2 separate regions of the Mus musculus genome follow, and region 2 is linked to region 1. A link is a contact called in public HiChIP or PLAC-seq data. All regions are on one chromosome and are shown on one strand. Each heading gives the region's core, a stretch centred on a gene start, on an enhancer-like site or on the middle of the called end of the contact. The rest is flanking DNA. Distances are from core to core; before and after follow the strand shown.

Region 1 (4,363 bases), core at 1,058-3,557:
CCTTAAAAAAAAAATAAAGGAATCAAAGCCTTTTATGGACTAGAGGCCATCTACTTCCTGTTGTACATATTAATAATGTACACATTACAGGTATGTGTCACCACCTGGGGAAAGAGCTGAATATTCTAAAATGTCATCAAGAACAACTTTAAACTGTGTTTTTCTTAAACCAGCCCTAGTGACACACATCTTTAATCCCAGCACTCAAGAGGCAGGGGCAGGCAGATCTCCAGCCTGGTCTATATACTGAATTCTAGAACAGCCAGGGCTACAGAGTGAGACCCTGTAACAAAAGAAAAAAGAGAAAAGAGAAAAAAGAAATGTGTCTTTTGATTTTTTTTTTTTTAAAAAAAGGAAGTTCTTTGAAAATGAAACTGTTTTTCCTTCTTTTTAAACAGATGGTCGTTCTTAGGTACTACTTACTAATTTCCTTCCTTATTTCTTGAGAAACCACAGAGTATTAAGTTTAGAAAAAATAACCCAGCACAGAATTTGAGAATGCTAAGATTTTCAAATGTAAGAAAAATATTCTCAAGCCCGACTCAACCCTTGTAGAACTGCTTAAGTCAATCAGAAGCACGTAACTTAAAGCCACTTACCTTGAGAAAATTCTTGACTCGCTCGGGATCATAGCAGTTGCTTTCTCTGCAGATTCTTTCCACTTCTTTGATTTGCCCAGTCTTGCAAGCCGCCTGAATATATTTAAAGTGCACATCTGGGTCCTGACTAAAGTTAACAATGGACCCCAGAAAATAAAAGAGACCTTAAAGAAACAAAAGTAACTGAGATTAAGGAACATAGGCAGGTTTTGTTTGTTTGCTTGCTTGCTTGCTTGCTCTAAGACAAGGTCTCACTGTGAAGCCCTGGTCTCTTCATGGAGTCCTGGCTGTCCTGATTTTGCTGTATAAGCCAGACAGACTGGTCACAAAATCAGAGATCCTCCTGTCTCTGACTCCAAAGTGCTGAGATTAAAAGCATGTACCATCAAGCCTGGCTATACTTTTGAGAATGAAAGAACTAAAAATTAAGCAATTACAAGTCATGATTACAGAAAAGGTTCCTAGTAAGTTGGCTGTTTTAAAAGTTCAGTAAGAATACACATTAATCCAGAAGCCACTTGAACAAATCAGGTATAAATTTCAGTCCCTACACAACAGGAAATTCTGTTTAAAAGTATCTTTCTGTGTTTTAGTGTTTTTGAGAGGATTTGTCGTATAGTTCAGGCTGTCCTTGAATCTATCATAAACCTGTCTCATTTTTCTGAGTGGCCACTCTGCCTGGCTCGGAAGTTTTCAAATAGTAAAGGACAGCGCCTCAATAGCAAAGCAAATGTTTATACCACATTTCATGAGACACTTTAAATCAAGTATCACATACCAGATAGCTTTGCATAAAACTTTCAAAAATTTAGTGTAGAGCTGTCCATAAGAACTTTCTGGAGTGATGACCTATATCATCTGCCTTAGACACTAACCTCCCATGGCTCACCTCAAGCGTAGCTAGACTAACTCTAGAAACTTTCAATTATATTTTAATTATTTAATTGAATTTTAAATAGCTGGGCTAATGAAGCACAAAACCCCCTTAGGAGAAATGTTCACTATTGCAAGAGTCAGAGCGGTGCTTTTAATATTACTGTAATTAGTCGTCAGTATTTTAATATTATGCAGCTAACACAAGACAATAAATTTCTTAACCCAAATTTCTGCCTTTAGTTCATAAAATACCCAAGCAGGTGTTCTTCTACACTGTATACCTCAAGGATCCCATGACATGAGGGGTCCTAGAGAAGACATGTCCCATAAAAGTGTTTTTCAGAAGATAATTTCGAACTGCCTGATTAATTATAAGTGTCTCTCTTATATCAATTCTGACATTCCTAATTACCTTCAAAACTCTTGAATGATTCAAAGAGCTCAATCAGAGACTGAGTTGACAGCTGTTCGTGATATTTAGAAGCCACCTGAACACAGATCTGTAGATTTTGACGAATATTAGCTGACAGCATGGCTCTGAGGCATTCTAGGGAATCTTCAACTGATAAGGACCCAAAGTAATTCACTAACCACTAGAGGGAAAAAAAAAATTAATAATTACTATCACCCAGTATAAACAATAAACACACTGACTAATCACAACTAACAGGTAAGAAACAAATACCTCAGGGTTAAGAAGATGGGTATGAACAACTGCACGTTTTATGTCATATAAATCGGTGAAGTGTTCTAATGCACGCTGCAGCAGGCCCGCCTTCTCACACAGCTGGGCGATATGAGCCCGGTCATAGTGGGTGAACATCTGATTCCCGAGAATGGCATCTGCAACCTAGAAAACCACAGACAGGACAAGGCCGTGTTTCCTTCTCCTTTACTTCAGCATACACCAACACCCAGAAAATACACTGAGACTGAATAGTGAATAAATAACATGAAAGTATGAAGTACAAAGAATACTAGCTAAATTTTCTTAGGAAATAAGCATCTCAAAACTCTGAGTGACAACTTGTAAACATTGGCACAATGGACCAGAACAGGATCGGAAGCAAGATTAAAAAGCATGACAACTCTGCTGGACACATTTTTTGTCAACTTGAAAGTGGGAACATCTTGGAAGTGGGAACCTCAAATTTGAAAATGGCTCTAACAGACTACTTACAGGCAAGCCTGTGGGGTCTTTTCTTGACTAATGATGGGGAGTGGGGAAAGCCCACCAGGAAAAACACCGTCCTTGGACGGGTAGTCCTGGGTTATAAGAAAAGACTGAGCAACATAATAAGCAGTGCTCCTGCATGGCCTCTGTTTCAGTTTCTGCCTCCAGGTTTCTGCCCTGACTTCCCTCAGTGACAGAGTCAAAAGAGTTTTAAGGTAAAATAAACCCTTTCCTCCCCAAGTTACTTTGGTCATGGTGTTTATCACAGAAATAGAAATCCTAATGAATACAACAACACATACTTGAGGTGCGTGCATAAGGTTCATCTCAAGCAATCGCGTCTGCAAAGGACCTTCAGAGGGACGATTATTCTTCAAAGCATCAAGTAAGAAGGCAGTACATTGTTGGATTAGATTGTATTCCATAAAGACATCCACAATCTATTAAAAGAGAAAAATCAGATATAAGACAGTACTGAAGGGGAAGAGCTGTAAGACCAAAAGGGCAATTCAGTGTAGGGGAAATATGAACAAGTAACAATGTGCACGTATGCAAGTCATGTTAAAATGCAAAGAACATGTATGAGTTTTACCAGTTGTTTTTTGATATTTACTTATTTTATAAGTATATCACATGTACTTTTGAGTTTTTGCATGCATGTATTTCACATGAAGAGAACGGTAGCACATCCAGTGGACTTAGAATTAAGGATGTTTGTGAGCCACCACGTGGGTGCTTGGAATCAAGCCAGGGTCCTCTGTAATAGCAACAAGGGCTCTAAATTGCTGAGCCCCATCGATCTAGACCCTGAATACCAGACTTAAAGAATAGTATTTATACAACCTTTCCTCATATTTAAATTGCCAGAGAAGCCAGGTATATGGGTATGCCAGCTCACCCCTATAAAGGCTAGTATTCAGAGAGCAGCACTAGGAAGTTTTAGACCAGCTTGGTCTACATATGAATTCCAAGATTAGAGAGCTATATAATGAGACTCTATCAAAACAAACTAAAAAGTTATTGAAAACTCAGTTCTCTAAGTTACAGTTTAAAAAAAAAAAAACCCCAAGGATATACAATATGAAAAATTGGCTTACACATTCTCTTTGTTCTTCTCCCCAACCAGGGGAGCACACCACTCATATATATTACTTCTTGTCTTTTTGACCAAGATAAAGTAATTTCATTTTCACATATCTGTCCCTAATCAAACTGGTATTTGTTCTATTTTAAAACAGTAAATATTATTTACTATTACTATTTAGCTTAAAAAAAAAAAAAACAGTTTTTCTGTGACAAGAATTAAGTGACTAGCTCAGCAGAAACACTTGTATGCAGGCTGACTACCTGAATGCAACCAGGCTGCAAAAGTGCTCTCACACATGGTCCTCTGACCTCCGTACATGCCACGGGTGCACCTCTGCCTGAAGCAATATTTAGAATTGGTATCTTACTGCCTATTCTTTTGCAATATGTTGTGGTAAGATATTCAGGGTTTATCCATGCAGGGACACATGAATACAATTTCTGTCAGCTGAAAGTTTAAATTATTCTCCTGAAAAGTGTGTGAAACTCAGACTCCCCAACACTTCCAACTCCATGAAGAAGAGTTTTAAGATGACATTACCTGGGTGATATCAGCAAGAGGCTCTTCATCCTGAACTAACATTTGAGCAAACTGCTGTCCTTGATCTGGACTGATCCGCATGACATT
Region 2 (4,363 bases), core at 1,300-3,799, 110 kb after region 1:
TTCACGTGTGTGCACAGGTGCATGTGGAGGCTAGGTTGGTTTCCGGTGTCTCCAATAAGTCTCCACCTTGTTTTCTAGGCAGGGCCTCTCACTGAGCCTGGTGCTTGACCATTCAACGAAGCTGTTTGGCCCAGGAGGGCCTGGGATCCGCCTGTCTCGGTCTCATTTAGCACTGGGATTACAGGTGTGTGCCAGCCTACCCGGCTTTTTATCTGGGTACTAGGGTTCCAAAGTTGGACACCCATCCCTTCCCGGTAGGCACTTCCCTACCTGAGACATTTCCTCAGCCCCTGTTTGTGTTTGTGTTTGTTTATTGAGATACAGACTCGCTAGGAAGCTTTGGCAGGCCTGGAAACTTGCTATGTAGACTGGATGGCCTCAAATGGAGAACTTTCTCCTTCTGTCTCCCAACTGTTGGGATCAAAGGCACATGCCGCGATGCCCAGCCACTGGCTTCTATCTGAGACAGGCTTTTCCTTTGTAGGCCAAGGTAGTTTCCAGCTCGCGATCCTCCCACCTCAGCTGTTCATACCCTGAGCTTACAGACGTGTGCCATCATGACTGCATTCAAAAGTCAATCAAGCCGGGCAGTGGTGGCGCTTGCCTTTAATCCCAGCATTTGGGAGACAGAGGCAGGTGGATTTCTGAGTTTGAGGCTAGCATGGTCTACAAAGTAAGTTCCAGGACAGCCAGCATGGCTATACAGAGAAACCCTGTCTTGAAAAACCAACAAAAATAAAAAATAATAAAAAAATAAAAAAGTCAATCAAAATGATGAGGCTCACATTAGGAATTTAAATAATCGCTGTAAAGCCAACAAAATGGCTTATCCAATATGGGGCTTGCTACCAATTCTGATGACCTGAGTTCAATTCCAGGGACCAGCTGTATCGTGAGCAAAAGGAGAGAACTGACTTCTGCAAGTTGTCCTCCGACATCCACAAAAGTGCTATGGCATGTGTACACACACACACACACACACACACACACACGTGTGTGCGCGTATAATAATTTTTTATTGTCTCTCTAAGAGCCAGGTGTGGTTTGCATGCCTGTAATTCCTGAGTTTAGGAGATTAAGGCAGAGTATTGCAAACTAAACACCACTGAGGGCTACATGGAGAAAAGCCTGACTCCGAAGCGAGGTTGGTATACAGTCCCTTCATGATTAGAACACCTCTAACTGACTAGAAATCCTGGTGATGAACACAGGAAGGGCTGAGCTTCATTGGGTTCACAGTCTACAAGTCTGACACTTCCACAGACGCTACCCATTTCTCTCAGTCCTCACAAGAGGCCTCTGAGGAAGCTGCTAGGTGCATCACAGCTGGACATATAAGAACTAGTAATGCCAAAACGGCTCAACTGGGCTTCAGGGCAGTTCCCGCCATCTCGGAATCACTGAATGCAGAACAGAGAGATATTCCAAGCTAGAGATCTGTTAAGTCTCATTCATATATATCTGGCAACTCACACGGAGAAGAAGTTGCTAGAAGAATGTGATGACCATACAGAATTCACGGGAAGGACACCCCCCACCCTCCCAAGCCCCCCCCCCCGAGATTCTTAGATTCCCAACATCTACTGTTTGCCCCTTGGCTCTGGAAATGAGTTACTATGAGTGAATGTTTAATTAAATTGACTTTGCCCAACTTAGGTCAGAGAAGACACAGGGGTCCCTGATAGCTATCTCAGGATATTGTGTCCACTAAATTAAAGCTTCATACCATGTGAGTGAGCAAGGCTCTGGGTTTGGGGGAGGGTTATTTTCAGGGCTTGGGCTTGAACTCTGGACCTTGTCTGTGCTAGGCAAGTACTCTACCACTGAGCTATTCTGTGGCTCAATGTGTACATGTATAAAATAGGAATAAGTATAATCTCTCTGTGTTTTATTTTTGTTTGTTTGTTTGTTTGTTTGTTTTGAAACAGAGGCTCGCTGTGTAACTCAGACTGAATTCCAACTCGTTTCGAATTCTTCTTGCCTTAGGCTTTGAGTTCAACATTTGAGATTGTGGGCTTGAGCCACCAATGTAATTTAAAAGAATTTTACAAGCAGTGAGATGGCTCAGCAGGTAAAAGTGCTTTGCCACCAAGCCTGATAGCCTGAGTTTGATCACTACAACTCACTTGGTAGGAGGAGAGAACTGACTCTGGAAAACTGTCTGACCTCCATGTACATGGCTCCCTTGCACACGCACACACGTGAGCGCACAAACACATACACACTTGAATATACATAAATAAGTGTAATAAAATTAGAATTTAATTTTACCATGTTAATTTGTTTTGTTGTTGTTTTAGACAGAGCCTCATGTATCCCAGGCTGGGCCCAAACTTGCTATTATTGTAGGCAAGGACAGTGCCAGTTGAGGTGAAGTGCCCACATTACAAAGGGGAGGGGTCTGTTTTCAGGGCTGTTTCCTCTGTCAGGGGTCTGGATGAAACCACTGACCAGGCTGCGGAGCTCCAACAACCCTAGGTGCTGTTCTGTGGCCTCTCTCAGGGGCAGTGGAAGGAGATACGCTCAAGTGATTTCTGCCAAGCTAAGCAGATGGCGCTGTGCTCTGCCGTGGCTGCCAGAAGCTAGAACCCACTACGGGCTTAGGGCTCTATACAACACTTTACACTCTGCTCTTAGGCTCACGCTCACGAGGGTGGGGTGGCAGGGGTGAATAGAATAGTAAGAAAGTGTACAGGTGTACAGAAGCCAGGTGGTGGTGGTGCATGCCTTTAATCCCAGCACTTGGAAGGTAGAGGCAGGCAGATTTCTGAGTTTGAGGCCAGCCTGGTCTACAAAGTGAGTTCCAGGACAACCAGGGCTACACAGAGAAACCCTATCTCGGAAAAAAAAAAAAAAAAGTGTGCAGGAGCAAAGAGAAGGGCATTTGGAGAGTAAATGAGGGGGAACCAATGGAGGAAGGGGGAAGGAAGGAAAAAGGAGAGGCACGGTAGGTAATTTTAAAGTGCAACTGGAGGAAAAGGTTAAAGAGGATGTTTAAAGGTGACGCACACACAGTTTTTGGAGGTATGTTTTCACATACCCTAGGCTAGCATCGTAACCAGTCAAGCATGAGGATGGCCTTGACCCTTCTGACCCCCCTGACTTTATCCCCCAAAGTGCTGGGCATGTAGTCATGCCTTGCTTGTTACAACCTTTCTGCTATGCTAGGGATGGAGCCCAGGGCTTCATGCATGCTAGGCAAGCATTTTACTAATTGACCCCCAGCCCCAGCCCTTGGGTTTTCTTTCTAAGGGAAGGGTGAAGAAAAGGTTATATTCTCAAGCATTGTTGTTTATAAGATGTGACTCTTTGCATTATAAAAAGCAGTCTTATAAAGCTGCTGGCAGGGGTGGTGTCTAAGGCTCTGAGTCTAAGGCCAGCCTGGTTTACCGTAAAAGTTCCAGGACAGCCAGGGCTACACAGAGAAACCCTATCTTGAAAATCAAACCAACCAAACAAAAGTCGTCCATTCACGTGGTCAATGACCTAAGCTGAAACCTCAGTCATTACACAGGGATTAGTTTGCATGAGAAGGTGTTTGAGGAAGGTAGGGAGGCAGCAGAGAGAACTAGGATGGAGACAACAGCTGGCAACCTCATCCCATTAACACGATAAAAGGCTAGGTTCTTGTCCACGTAGCTAGAACCGTAAGGATGTTTTTGTGGTTGTTGAATGTCCTTTTCTGTGTCCATGCTGATTTTCCTTATTGCCTTGTTTCCCCAAGACAACCAAGTGACCTCGCCTGAGGATTGTTGTTACTCTGTGAAAACTGTTTATCTTTGGTAAGGGAACGCTCTGAGACCAGCTGTGGGCTGCCAACTACAGGGTATCAGGGCCATTTTTTTTCTCTTTTCTTTATTTGTGTGTGTCCGTGTGTGTAGGTGAGCACACATGCCTGTGAAAGCCAATGGTTGATATGTCATGTTTTTCCAGTCTCTCATGCTTTGTTATTTTGTTGTTGTTGTTTATTTGCACAGAATTCTATTACACAGAATCTCACGTAGCTCATACTGGCCTGGAACTCACAGTGTGGCTCAGAATGGCCTTGACTTTCTGATCCTGCTTGTCCTTCCTGAGAACTGGGGTGATAGAGCTACACCACCCCACCATTTTTCAAGGAATACTTGGGATAGGGCCTGCAGCTTGATGTAAACTAGGCAAGCACTCTACCAACAGCTTGAATTCCATCACCTTATTTGTTTAAAGATTTTATTTACTTTTATTGTATGTGTCTCAGTATCTATGCACCATGTGTGTGCAGTGCACCTGAAGGCCAGAATGGGGAGTCAGACCCCCTGAAACTGGAGTTAGGTATAGTTGTGAGCTGCCATTTGGGAATTAAACCTCGGTTCTCTGGAAGAGC

What was found. HiChIP or PLAC-seq counts read pairs in DNA pulled down with a chosen protein or histone mark.
Region 2: an H3K4me3 HiChIP or PLAC-seq map of the 230-238 cell line shows a contact between it and region 1, with 3 times the contacts expected there. The contact joins two enhancer-like sites. A contact is called at or near these places in 2 of 15 datasets of contacts at CTCF or cohesin (large pre-B cells and pro-B cells), 8 of 484 Hi-C or Micro-C datasets (CD4 T cells, the P5424 cell line, Th2 cells and 5 more), 7 of 115 datasets of contacts at active chromatin or transcription factors (the 230-238 cell line, bone marrow-derived macrophages, effector CD8 T cells and 3 more) and 2 of 9 other capture datasets (adipose tissue and liver).

The regions. Positions count from the first base shown.
Region 1 is chr11:86,717,299-86,721,661 of GRCm38.p6, forward strand. It overlaps Cltc (clathrin, heavy polypeptide (Hc)), which reads right to left. Exons shown (of 32, transcript NM_001003908.2): 10 at 4,277-4,363; 11 at 2,952-3,089; 12 at 2,161-2,325; 13 at 1,888-2,068; 14 at 600-763. Among named protein-coding and RNA genes, the nearest start is that of Ptrh2, 35 kb to the left of the region's middle. Within about 2 kb of position 2,308, at least 38 of the 459 cell types and tissues checked have an H3K27ac peak or open chromatin away from gene starts, as enhancers often do. A contact at or near this core is called in the 230-238 cell line and pro-B cells, where this site is marked.
Region 2 is chr11:86,831,697-86,836,059 of GRCm38.p6, forward strand. All of the region lies in intron 4 of Gm33742 (a long non-coding RNA gene), which reads right to left. Among named protein-coding and RNA genes, the nearest start is that of Gm51288, 19 kb to the right of the region's middle. Within about 2 kb of position 2,550, at least 34 of the 459 cell types and tissues checked have an H3K27ac peak or open chromatin away from gene starts, as enhancers often do. A contact at or near this core is called in the 230-238 cell line and pro-B cells, where this site is marked.